3 separate regions of the Mus musculus genome follow, and regions 1 and 3 are each linked to region 2. Evidence: chromatin contacts called from public Hi-C data. All regions are on one chromosome and are shown on one strand. The core of a region is the stretch at or near the end of the contact, and the rest is flanking DNA. Distances in the headings are between cores, read along the strand shown. Region 1 overlaps Dgki (diacylglycerol kinase, iota). Region 2 overlaps Dgki (diacylglycerol kinase, iota). Region 3 overlaps Dgki (diacylglycerol kinase, iota).

Region 1 (4,054 bases), core at 1,536-4,035, 220 kb before region 2:
AATTGTCTGGCTGAATGTAAACGTCCATTGCTACACTGACTCAGGCCACCTGCCTAGGAGCCTTGTGGAGACTAGACTGGAGTGGGTTGGTCTGATGCTGCTTTTATTCTAAAGCTACCATTGGTTCTTCAAGCTGTGGTTGCCCCTGACAGCAGACCCATCACATACTCAAGTGATACCAAGTGATACCAAGTCTCCCCAATTTAACCTGTCAATAAAGGGCTAGAGCCTGCGATAGGGCAGGGGAGGGAGAAAGATGGGACTGGAGGCTTGAGAGGGGGTTGTAAGTTATGTTTTGAGGCAGGAGCTTGCTATGTAGCCTAGGATAGCCTTGAGTTCAAGTCCTTACTGGCTCGCTTTGCAAACCGTGTGTCACCACGCCCACAGATCTTTAGGAGGACCTTGGATCTTCCATAGTATTCAGTCACATTGAGTGACGTAGGAGTTTGATTCTTTTTCTTTTACTCACATCCCTTCTGCCTCTTCTCATCACCTTGCCCTCTGGAATGGGTTGACTTCCCCATTATCTTGATTTCTCATTTCTATTTTGCTTGGTTTGGACTTTTTTGTTTTTATTTTTTGGATTTCTGCTTTCATATTTTATTTTATTTTATTTTATTTTTGTTTATTCCTTATTTGGTGGAGCATACAATTTTTATAGCAACAACAGCATCCTAAATGATTTTCTTCTTTTCTCCTAGGAACGTCTATAATACTTTTAGATTTCTGGGCTGTAAAAGTCTCCTAGGATATGAAGCATCCAGCGGCAACTTTCTCAGGATGAGTCCATGGATAAGGCACTTAGAAAGAACCCTTTCATGTCCGGGAATATCTTCGGTTTCTACCTTCCCTCTTGACTGATAATTTTTTTTTTAGAATGTTCTTCTAGATGAGAAATAGACTTCCCAAAGTTTTCAGTGTAAAGTCTGACATCATTCGGACTTTTATTAAACTCTTGCTTTTTTTTCTTTCTTCCTGCTTTTTAAAAACATATTTTCTTTATATTTTCTATATAGAACATCAGAAGCTCATATGTCATCGTGGTTTCAAATATTCATGATGTTGGGGATGTTTTAGACTCTTTCAGATGGAAAATGTATTTCTCGAGAATTTTGCTATTATCTCTTGGGGCCTGGAAGACTTTTTTCCTCCCAGCTTCATCAATTGTTTTTGATTCTGTGCATTCTATATTGCATAGCTATTGCATCTGCCAAATTATTCCTCTAATCTTCAATTCATGTCTCATTATTCTGCTTTCTGGGAACAGGGTTGATTTTCTCTTTTTTTGCATCCCTCTAGTAGATTTTGAAGGCGTTCTTGTTTGTTTTGATTTTCATGGTAAGGTTTCTCTGTGTAGTTCTGACTGCCCTAGAACTCTACAGATCAGGCTGGCCTAGAACTCACAGAGATATGCCTGCCTCTGCCCCTCCCACCCCAGCGCAGCACTGGCCTTAAAGGCATGGGCCACAACCACCTACCATTTTAATTGTATATGTATATATTTTCTTATTAAAGTTCAGTCTTATTTATTTGTGATGATATTGAGGATATACAAGATTCACAAATTGGGCTAAGAACCCGGAGAACACTTCTCAATGTGAAATTTGTTTTGGTTTGATAAAAAATGGTCGCAACTGTGTGTTCAACATGCGGTGAAACATAATTATATAACTATCCTGTCTTTATTTTCCCCATTAATTAGTTCTTTTATTCACTTTGCATCCTGATCACAGCCACACGTCCTCCCAGTTCCCACCGCAAATTGCCCCTCCACCCCACCTCCCATTCTCCTCTGTGGAGACTCCCCCCCATACCAACCCCCCCTGGCACATCAAGTCAATACCTACACATTCTTACACTTAATTCTCAGGTGTCTCTATCTTGGCTGCATTCACTTTATTCTGCAGCATCCAAACTCCTCATTGTCTCCTGTACTACCATACCTCCTGTTTTCTCTGTCCTTTTGGCGGTCTCCTTTGGTTCCCTTATTGTGGTGCCAAAGAGAGTTCCTGGAGGTAGTGAGAATAAAAGGCCTTTGTCCACTTCTCCTTGGCCAACCAAGACTTTGATTTATTCTCATTTTCTACAGTGAAGATGATAGAAAAGTTAACGTTCATGAGCTTCCTTAGAATTTTTGAACAGAAAAGCAGCGTTTTTTTTTTTTTTTTTTTTTTTAGTGTGTTTTTCTTCTAAGGGATTTGGAAGAGTTTCGTAGGCTTTTTCATCTTTGTTAGAGTTTCTTTTGTAACCAGGGAGAAAGAGGTAGGTCATTTTGCATCAGTTTTGCAAGGAAAGCATCCAAGTAGAAGTACCACCATGACTTCCAGTGGCATTCAGCTTCAGTGTGGTTACATTCACGGGGCTTGCCATTTATTTGTGCCCATCAGCTGGTTTCTTAACCCTTTGAATGCCAGCACCCACTAATCTTGAGCCAAGGGTGTAAGAGCCTGCGCTTCTGGGTTTCTGAGAGGCCCTGAGATTTGTCAGTCTGCTAACAGCTCAGATGTCTTTCTCCCCAGACGCCCAGTTCCTCCAGCACCAATGAGGTGCCTGGTGTGGGATTTCTGAGGGAGTGTCACTGGGGACAGGCTGCTGCTAATCAGGTGCAAATTGGCAGAAGCTCAGGAGGGACCAGGCCCCAGTGGATGGCTCTGACATTTTCAGAGAAAGCTGGCTGTAGGCTGGAACTGGTGACTCCTCACCTCTTGGCCTGGCCTGATTCCTGGCTGGGAGGCCTGACACAGGGCTAGAAGGGCTGCTCTGGGCTCACACAGCCTCACCCTCGGAGCTCCTGCCAGCTGGCTGGTTTGGCTGGCTGGTTTTCTTTGCAAGAGGGAGAGGCCTTGATCAGTCATGGGGCTTTCCCAGTAAGTGCAGAAACAACCAGGAGGACCTCCAGCCCCCTCCCCCGAGACACCTTCACTGCAGTAGGCACACCAGTTGGTTAAGAGGGTAGGGATTGGTGGCTGAAAATCCAATATGAAAGGAGTTTCTTCCCGAAAGTGTGCCCATTTCCCATGAGACTCACTGTTTAGCACCTGAGTTCCCTTGTCAGCTGTCAGCTGCTCTTTTGACTTCTGTAGGAATTTTCACTTGAGGTTGTCCTTACCCAAGCAGTGAGTGGGAGGAGCTAGGAGCTATGCTGTGGTGGAAAGATGAGGCAGTAGGACGTGAAGTGTTGTGCAGGTGGTTAATTCTGTGGTTCCTGGTTTGTCTGGAAAAGCATGCTTCCTGAGACTTTCCTGGATATAGGCTGTGACCATTGGGAGAGTCTCTAAATTTACTTCAGCATCTCTCCTCCCCTCCCCTCCCCTCCGTTCCCCTCCTCTCCTCTCCTTCTCTTTCCTTTTCAAAGATAACTTATTTAATTTTAACCACTGAGCCGTTTCTCCAGCTCTGCATTACTATCTTCTCTTCTATTGTCTTTGTTTCCTTTAACTTCTAAAGAATGTGTAGCCTCATCCTCAAGGATAATAGAAACAACTGAAATACGGGCCCTGACTTAAAAACATTCAGGCATGTACATGTATGATATGATCTACGATACACAACTGATGCCTATGCCCACACACTGCCAGCTGTTTCGTATTACTGATAGCCGTCTTGGTGTCTCAAATGTTTGCCTGTCTCACACCATCAGTGACCTTGTTTCAGAGCGTGAGAACCATATAGACATTGTGCACACTTTTCATTACAAGGATGAGTCAGTGGGAGAGTATTTTGAGAAAATGACAGACTACTAAGCAACAAACCCTCTAAGACAAACTTCAGAACAAACTTCTGGCTCAAAAGCAACTGGGCAACTTAGAATAAAAGAATACAGACAGATATGTAAACAGCACAGATTTACACATGGTGAGAATGCTGTTAAAGCTGTGTGAAAAGCGTCAGGAGACAGCAGAGGAGGGTGCAGTGGTCCTCAAGACCAAGAGGGTAAGAGAGTTCTTTGCAGCAGAGGTGATGCTCAACAGATTGTTGAAGATTTATCATATGGGTAGTCAGGGTGATAGCATAGTCATGGGGGTGGGAGAAAGCATCATGCATTCCAGAACAA
Region 2 (3,950 bases), core at 1,327-3,826:
GCTCTGCCAGAACCAGGACCAGAATCAACGCCTGCAGTCTCTCACTCTCCTTCCACGCACAGCTAGACCAGAGGTACTCAGAAGACGTTGGGACTAGCATTTTCTCTACAGATATTCTAGAAGGATTATTTCAGAGTTCCACTTAGTTAATAGATTTCACTGGAGAGGAAAGGGAAAATCCTTATTTGTGTTCAATAATGGCCACACTAAGGAGAGGAGAACAACAGAATGGTTCAGTGGCCCCTGTGTCCCTCTCCCCCCAGTTTTCATAATTAGGAATATCTTTCCGACGTGTCCTTATTTTTTCTTGTTAGAGTTTAACCTGACTCTTTTGTCCCTGTCCTGGGGACAGGAACAACGAGAGCTCATTTGTCACAGCGATTGTAAACAAGTACCTCAAGGCCAGAGAAAACAATCGGTTTCTAAAGACTCCATTATCTCATCTGCTCTCTGTCCAGCTCCTCCAGGGTACCTTAACATTAACCCCAGTTAAGAACACAAAGATGTCCTTACAGAAGATAGTGGCATCCCACAGCAACCTCACTCTGTGAGGCCACCATTGGTTTTCTCTGTAATACAGTCTTTTATCTTTTGATTCATTTCTCGTCCTGCTTCCCGGGGCTTCCTGTTAAGGCTCTTCTGTGGGCTTTGATTTTCCATTATTTTCTTGGGAATTTGGATGCAGAACTTATCTTTTTTCTGACCATTAAGTGTACACTTTACCCTTTGAGAAAAGACTCTTTGAAGTTTCACTATTAACAAGTAGAGATCTGAGCTTCTTTGATGGCCTACATGATGAAAGATGTCATGTCATTAGGGTTTTGTCTGAGTCTTCCAAATGACGTCACCATTGCTAAAATCATGGTCATTTCTCAGGATGAACTGGTTACAGGGTAACTTGTCGCAGGAGAGCCTATGGTTTCAAAGAAACCTCTGGTCTCCTCCTTCTTCAAGACGCCTGATCACTCAAAAGGTTAAAAACCAATTTCAGTACTATGGAGAACAGGGAAAACCGCTATTCTAACAAACAATGTATTTTCTGCACCCTTCACTTTCCTGTCTGTGAGTGGTGATGTCCTTCCTCGTCTAAGGTGTGGTTCTACTGTAATACTGGAGAAGAACCTAGTGAAGGGTTTCTTAGGGTTGATGTTCAGTTTCCCCTGACACACCCACTCAAGGACTGGCCTCCTTGTAGCCTAACAAGGGTGATGCAGTTGAAAATCCAGAAAATGATCAAAGTATTTGCAATCAGTTTCCTGGGTTTGGTAGTCTGAGCACTGCAGGCTAGTTACCATCTACTAAATTGTATCAGGGCTCTCCCTACATAACTCATGGTTTTTGAGTAGCCCAAGCTGGCTTTGAGCTCCCCGGATAGTCAAGAATAACTTGAACACATGACCCTCTCCCTTCTGAGGATTACATCATGTGCCACTAGGCCCAGTTAATACAACCCAAGGTTTCATGTGTACTGGCAAGCACTCCACCAGCTGAGCTGCACCCCAGCCCTGAAGTGGGTTCATTGATCACGCTACCCCCTCCTCTGTATGTGCTTTTCGGTTTTCCTTTCCTTTGTGAGGCTTGCAAGCCACTGTACAGCCCTGTTCCTGTTCCAGTCTCTGTGAATTAATAATGACAGAAGGCTTCAGACGTTATCTAAAGACTGCTTCTCAGTTCACAGAGGACTCACAGATCAAAGCTAAGTGAATTTGGAGGAAATCTTTTTTCTTAGGGACAGGAAAGGAGTCAGTGGGGCTGGGGTGAGGGTGGGTAAATTAGGTGACATTTGTCTTGTCTTCCAAACTGAGCACATTAGACCCGGAAGAGGGGTTCTGTGTAACTACTCGGAGAGGGAATCTGAGAGGAAAGTCCCCTCTTTTCTCTGACACGGGAAATTTCTGGTCATCCTTCAAGGCTCACCGGTGCCTTTTTAAACCACTTTCAAAATCAGTCACCCTCTCACTGTGTTCTAAGGCCCTGAGGTGCACCGGTCTCTCAGGGATGATAGAGGTCATGTTCTCTGGGCTTGTGTTCTCTCTGAGTGTAGGTGTCAGAGTACTGGGGGAATTTTGAGAGCATGGAGCATAGTAAACTAACAATTGTACAGTGAGAGATACAAACATCAGAGCAGATGCTACGATGCATGTTCCGTGTTTCGATGACACTGCTGTGAAGGGAACATGCAGAAAAAAAAAAAGGAAATGTGATTGGATAAAGGTGTCCAGCCCGTTTAAAAATGCCTTAAAACTTGGGTTTGTGCCATGGAAACTGTATTTAAGTATTTTGGTTTTCGAATTCTTTTTGTTTATGAACAGCAACAGCAAGGTGACATGGCTAATTTTAGTGTGCAGATAGTCTCCTGGAAGCCTGTTAAGGCAGAGGGGACATCTCAGTAAGTCTTGATGGCCAGGAGTATCCAGGTAGGACCTCTCATTCCTCACATGTTCTCGATGCTGTATCTGCTAGGAGATAGATCTCGATGATGCCTCTGCTAGGAGATAGATCTAGCTGCCCGACCAGGGCTTCCTAAGATGGGTGGGCATATTCTGATTTTTGTAGTTTAACAATATTTCACTCGTCTTACTCCTCTGACTCATTTCCTCTCTGAAGAGCAGGCTCCAAAACCACTTTTAAACTTGCATTAGTCTGAAGTAAACAACTAGATGATATCGCCATCTAGTGGTGAGGAGGAAAACTGTCTCTTGTTCCCTCATTTAGACTTGAAAAAAAAAATTCAATATTTTGAAGGATTATATTGGGCTAAACATACTCCAGGGCTGTTTCTGTTAAACAACACTTCCATTTAAACTTCACACTAGTTGTTTCTATTTATCCTGCCCCATCCGTGTACACATGACACTGGTATTCAGTAAAGGTTTAGACACCGGTTGTACTGTTGCCACCAGAAATATTTGAGGAGAAAGGTATTGGGTCCAGGCATTAAAATATCAGCTTTGAAGTACTCTCTCTCCCTGTGGGAGGGAGACGGAAGGTAGGATGAAAAGTTTTCTCCATCACAATCCCCTCCTCTGTGTGGGAAGTTGGGAAGGCTGGGCGCATCTCACTCCTATGACATACCTCCGCTGTTTACTGAGTCCAGAGACTCTTTCTCATGTTACCTCATATAAATTCACAGATGCGCAGATGTTAACCACTAGAATGGGTCTATGCAGTCCTGAGAGTCAAGGGATTCTCTGCTCACACTGTCCAGTATGGAGTTCCAAGGCAGATGTGTGGAGGAAACTACATTCTTAGACCGGAGCTCTGGGTACTGACATGAGTGGGAAGCTGCTGGTGGATAGATTTATGTTGGCTGAGTTTATGCCACTCTCTGTGAACCAGTGTCCCCCAGATAGCCACCCTCTTAAGTCAGGGCCAAGTATATCAATAGAGACGTAGGGAACAGATGAAAGACTCTGACTGAGAAACAAATTCCATAAACTGTCTCTGAAATACTTGCATTGCCTCAGTGCAGGCATTAGATTTTGAAGTGCTGAAAACGTTTTAGTCTGGAGCTAAATACAACTTTATTGTTTTCTACAAATTTAGGCTTCTAAGGGTCAGATTGGTTTGGAGAGACAGCCCAGGGTTAGTAAGTAATTAATGAGGGCCCTGGCAAGACTCCCAAGGGTACCCAGTCAAGAGTACCCAATCACATGATCTCTACATTGTTCAATAGTCAGTAAGTTATTATACCTGGGAATGGAACAGGAATTCATGAGCACTGTCCCCACCCCCCAACTCCCATTCAAGAAAACCAGACATGGGTATAAAAGCTGCAGGCCTTATGTTTGGCATGCAGCATATGAGAACTGTCACGTGCTTGCTGGTGACAGTTGTGTAAATGACTGAGTAGATTTCATGACTCCTTTCCAGTGTATCCCATTTGTGTGACCAGTAACCCCCATTTCATTCATTGACTCTGGGAGAGCACTAAAGTAGCTTATCTCAGT
Region 3 (4,008 bases), core at 1,046-3,545, 160 kb before region 2:
ATGCAGGAACTTTGGATAACCTGGAAAACCAATTTGCAATGGTCACCAGTGACTGAGAACTGGAACGGGGGGGGGGGGGGCTACAGATTTCCTTTTCTCTGTGGTTCTGTGCTTTCTGAGTGAGAGGAAAACCCATGGAGTACCCCAGAAAGAACAGTTGTATCATGAAAGGCCCGCCTTTTTAATCTCAAAGATTATTTTCATACTTATCTGATGTTGGCATCCCTTCTCAGGCCACTCCCTTAAAGAATTTTGTTTCTGTTCTGATGTGGGACCCAGAGATGTATTTAGTAGAGCCATAGGTTCATTTGTGAAATCATAGACCAGGGAGAGCTGTAGAGACTTAAAAACTGGGAAGAACTGTTGATAAGGAATGACTTGAAAAGGAGAAATGCTTTTGACGATATAAATCATAAATAATATGGGTCAAGAAAGAGATAATAGCAGAAAGTTTAGACTGTCTTGAGGGAAACTGAAGAAGTCAAGTCAGTTAGACATGGTCATGACCTAGCTATACTACAGTTAATAAGAGGTGAGGAAGAAATGACTCACAGTGCCAGTTTTCAGGTGGCACCTAGAGGTCGTATGGTTCCTGGAGATAGATTTTTGAAGTCGAGTTCAAGATGCTTAGGCAGCTTTGGGTGAGGATTGCTAACAGATTCTAAGATAGGAAGGTCTGGAGTCTAGGAGATTCTGTAGGCTTCCATATACTGTGGTATTTAAATGTATGTAACAGATTATTAAGGGGGCAGAGCATTCAGTAGAGAAGGGTAGAAGGCCTGGAACAGAAGTCTATTGAAAACTCTAAGAGAGCTAATGAGGCATTCATGACAGAAGCCAAGAGGGAAGACAGGGAGGAGAAGGGGACAGTGGGAGACGATATCAAAGGAGAAGGAGACAGGGCAGCTAATACTGTTGACCAGCTTGGTGATGGTAAGACCTTGGGAGAAGGATTATCTTTGAAGAAGATTCAGGGCCCTAGTCTGAGGTAGCTCCCTGGGCAAAGTAGACTCAGCAAATCCCAGCAAGCTGAACAAAGAACTCTGATTATCCATTTCTTGGTCACTAGTGATTTTTGAGCATTTACGGGGTGTGTGTGGGGGGGCATGTCTTTGTTTATGTATATTGCTTCATTTAATAATCTCAATTAACTATAAAGAGTAGATAAGTTACTACCTCAGTGAAATATGAGGAAACTGAGGCAACAAAGGTTAAATCATTTGCCTAAAGTTAGGGCACTTGCAAACACTCAAGCCAAGATTCAAAGGTCAGTGAAATGTCTTTGAAGACTTACCTCTGTGTTTTGGGGCATAATCCCAGCTACTTGCTAAGGAGAACAACCAACCGTGTGGGGTGCACTGAGGTCAGTCAGTAGGAAAGCTCTTCACAACTGTGGCTCTGCCATGATTCTGGAGGGAAATGTTCTGCACTAGGTTGAATGCAAACCAAGGGAAAAATGACAAGAAGGTGGATTTCCAAAGCTGAAGGTGTGGCCAGTGGGCAAGAACTTGAGTCAAAAGGAGACCCCCCGCCCCCGTTTAAAGGTGGAAAGCTATACTTGTATTCTGAGGGGAAAGCGAGTAAGCATAGAGAAGCTGGTTTAAGAAACAAGAGAAGGAGGACATTTGGGTGGAATTAAGCTCTCCAAGGTAGCAAGAACCAGCTGAATCCGGAGCATCCTAAAGAGACTCACCCTGGACAAGAAAAGAGTGGAGGAGTGGAGGGGTGTGCTGTGTGACTTCTGGAGAAGGACTGTATCTTTGAAGAAGCATTCAAGGCTCTAGTGTGATGTGGGTGGTTCCTTGGGCAGAGCGGTCTCAACAGACCCCAGTGCGTTGGTTAAAGAACTCTAACAATCAGTTTCTTGGCCAACCAAGAGAGTTTTTAATGAACTTCACCAGTAGTGTCCCTTATTCTCTTCTATCTCTAGGGCCTCTGTAGAGCCTTAGTTTCCAGCCAGGTGTGGTTTCCCTCCTGAGTGGTACTTTTCCATTAGGAATAAACAGAAGAGAAACTGCTCTGATGGAATCTGGTGGAGAGAGGTGAGAAAAGGGAACAGGGATTTGTGCACCTTCTCTTTGTCACTACTGGAAAAGAAGGAGATGGAGCCAAGGGGGGTAAAGTCACAGAGGTAGGGGCAGCCAGGAGGTGGGTTGGAGGAAAGCCAGCTTGTTTAACAAGCAAAGCAGATAAAGATTAGAGTAACCATGACAACAAGCTGCTGGCGGAAGACTGGGGTTTGGGACTGAGGGAGGGAGGTGGAATGAGTCAGCTGGGTAAAAGCCCAGAGTTTTGGAAAACGACATTTCTTCCCTCAGGCTCTTGGCTGTTATAGACATCACCATAGTCACCCACAGTGACTAGAAAGGAGAGAAAGGCAAGAGGGAGGGCAGGGGAGATCAGTAGGTAAGGTGGGTCTAGCTAACTCAGAGAAAGGAAGGAACCTGGGGCTGGGAACAGGGCTGGCGGCTGCAGGGATGCTGGGAACACTCAGAGTGCGTTGCCTCAGTCTACCTCTGGCGTGTACATTTTTCTGTTCAGTCCTATTTATCATGTGTGCTGTGGTGTGGAGGTGCCGCAAAGAATGTGGTTTTTGTATTTTTAGTTTTCTAGAATGTCTTTTTTTTTTTTTTTTTACTCCTGAGCAACGAGGCCTGAGCCTGTCAAGAATGCTTTTCTGGGGATGTTCCAAGTTTATGTGTACCCGAGAGAGGGTAGAGAGATGGTATGTTCACGTTAATGTGGCCTCTTTACCAAGCCTACATCTGGACTTGGTCAAGAACTTCTTAGAAGTCGTTTGCCCTTGAGACGTTGCTAGCCTCTTCTGTAGCTGCTCGGGGATCTGTCAGTAAGAACACGGATGCTTTGAAAAGAGAGGTGAATGCTGCTGCTACTTTCTGAGTAAGATCAAAGCACCTGAGTGGGAATACTGAGACGCTGGCAGCATCACAGACAAACGGCTCTTTTGGCTTACGTATCTCCTCATCACGCCCAGCATGGTCTGTCCCAAAATAGCACCAGCACGGTTGGAGAGGGACACAGACTTCTCAGTCTAATGTAAAGAGCTCTGAAAAAGTGGCTTTGGAGGTCAGCTGCTTCCCTCCCCTGCTTCCCAACTGCACCCCGACCCTTCCACATCTTCCTACACATGCAGATTCCGGAGCTACAGATTGTCTGGGCAGGGGGTGGGGCTGGAGTCTAGAATGAGTCCTGGGGAGGCTGAAGGCCAAGGCCCCTCAGGACCTTGCAGCCCTACAGGCGCTGAAAGCTTAGGAATCATAGATAACAGCGTACCGGAGACCTTGCAGTTTTAACTGAGGAAAGAGGTGGCAAAGTGGATTCACAAACCTTTCGAAATCGATTGTCTCCAAAGTGTATGTAGCTCAAGCGCGTGAAAAAAGAGGCTCTCTTGTTCAAAGAGGAAAAATTCTAAGAGAGATATAGGTCCAAGCTCTTTGTTGCAAATTGTCATAAATAGCTGGGGAGAGGGAACACAAAGGTAGCTGATCTCCCCTGAGGGTAGAAGAGGGCTGGCTCAGGCATGAGAGAGGTGGCAACTTGGACAGCAGCCTCAACGGACCTTTTCTTTTCCTTCTTTTCTCAAGCCCGCCTCTCTCAGGTGGATAAAGTCATCCTGTGTCTTGGCTCCATCATGAGTGGGAGGTATAACTTTTGTTCAGCAGTGAGACAGAGTTCCTAAAACCCTGGGGGCCAGGCCATGCGCTGAGATTTTGTTGGTGAGAGAGCTCTCCAGAAATAGCGACTTTAATTTTCTTTGTTGTCTGGCACCTACAGGGTTTGACATAAACTACTTGTTGGGAGGTCACTCACCAAGCACCCTAAAAGGAAAGAAGAGAAAGGAGGGTGTGGGTGCAGGATGCAACAAAGCGTTCCCTTTTGTGTGGGGAATAAGATCATTCAAGAGGATGTGAGGAATGGATGAAGGTTCTGAGCCAAGTCACAGGCACACACCTCTATTCCAGCCCTCCGGAGGCAGAGTTAGAGGGA

What was found. A called contact is a pair of places that touch in the nucleus more often than the background predicts.
Region 1: a contact with region 2 is called in a Hi-C map of the N1E-115 cell line, with 4 times the contacts expected there. The contact joins two enhancer-like sites. A contact is called at or near these places in 1 of 484 Hi-C or Micro-C datasets (the N1E-115 cell line) and 2 of 9 other capture datasets (embryonic stem cells and liver).
Region 3: a Hi-C map of the N1E-115 cell line shows a contact between it and region 2, with 6 times the contacts expected there. The contact joins two enhancer-like sites. A contact is called at or near these places in 5 of 484 Hi-C or Micro-C datasets (the N1E-115 cell line, cerebral cortex, nephron progenitors and 1 more) and 1 of 9 other capture datasets (embryonic stem cells).

The regions. Positions count from the first base shown.
Region 1 is chr6:37,276,027-37,280,080 of GRCm38.p6, reverse strand. The region is part of intron 1 of Dgki (diacylglycerol kinase, iota); the gene reads left to right. Among named protein-coding and RNA genes, the nearest start is that of Dgki, 22 kb to the left of the region's middle. Within about 2 kb of position 2,785, at least 58 of the 459 cell types and tissues checked have an H3K27ac peak or open chromatin away from gene starts, as enhancers often do. A contact at or near this core is called in the N1E-115 cell line, where this site is marked.
Region 2 is chr6:37,053,312-37,057,261 of GRCm38.p6, reverse strand. All of the region lies in intron 10 of Dgki (diacylglycerol kinase, iota), which reads left to right. Among named protein-coding and RNA genes, the nearest start is that of Gm52857, 150 kb to the right of the region's middle. Within about 2 kb of position 2,576, at least 19 of the 459 cell types and tissues checked have an H3K27ac peak or open chromatin away from gene starts, as enhancers often do. A contact at or near this core is called in the N1E-115 cell line, where this site is marked.
Region 3 is chr6:37,214,843-37,218,850 of GRCm38.p6, reverse strand. The region is part of intron 1 of Dgki (diacylglycerol kinase, iota); the gene reads left to right. Among named protein-coding and RNA genes, the nearest start is that of Dgki, 83 kb to the left of the region's middle. Within about 2 kb of position 2,295, at least 102 of the 459 cell types and tissues checked have an H3K27ac peak or open chromatin away from gene starts, as enhancers often do. A contact at or near this core is called in the N1E-115 cell line, where this site is marked.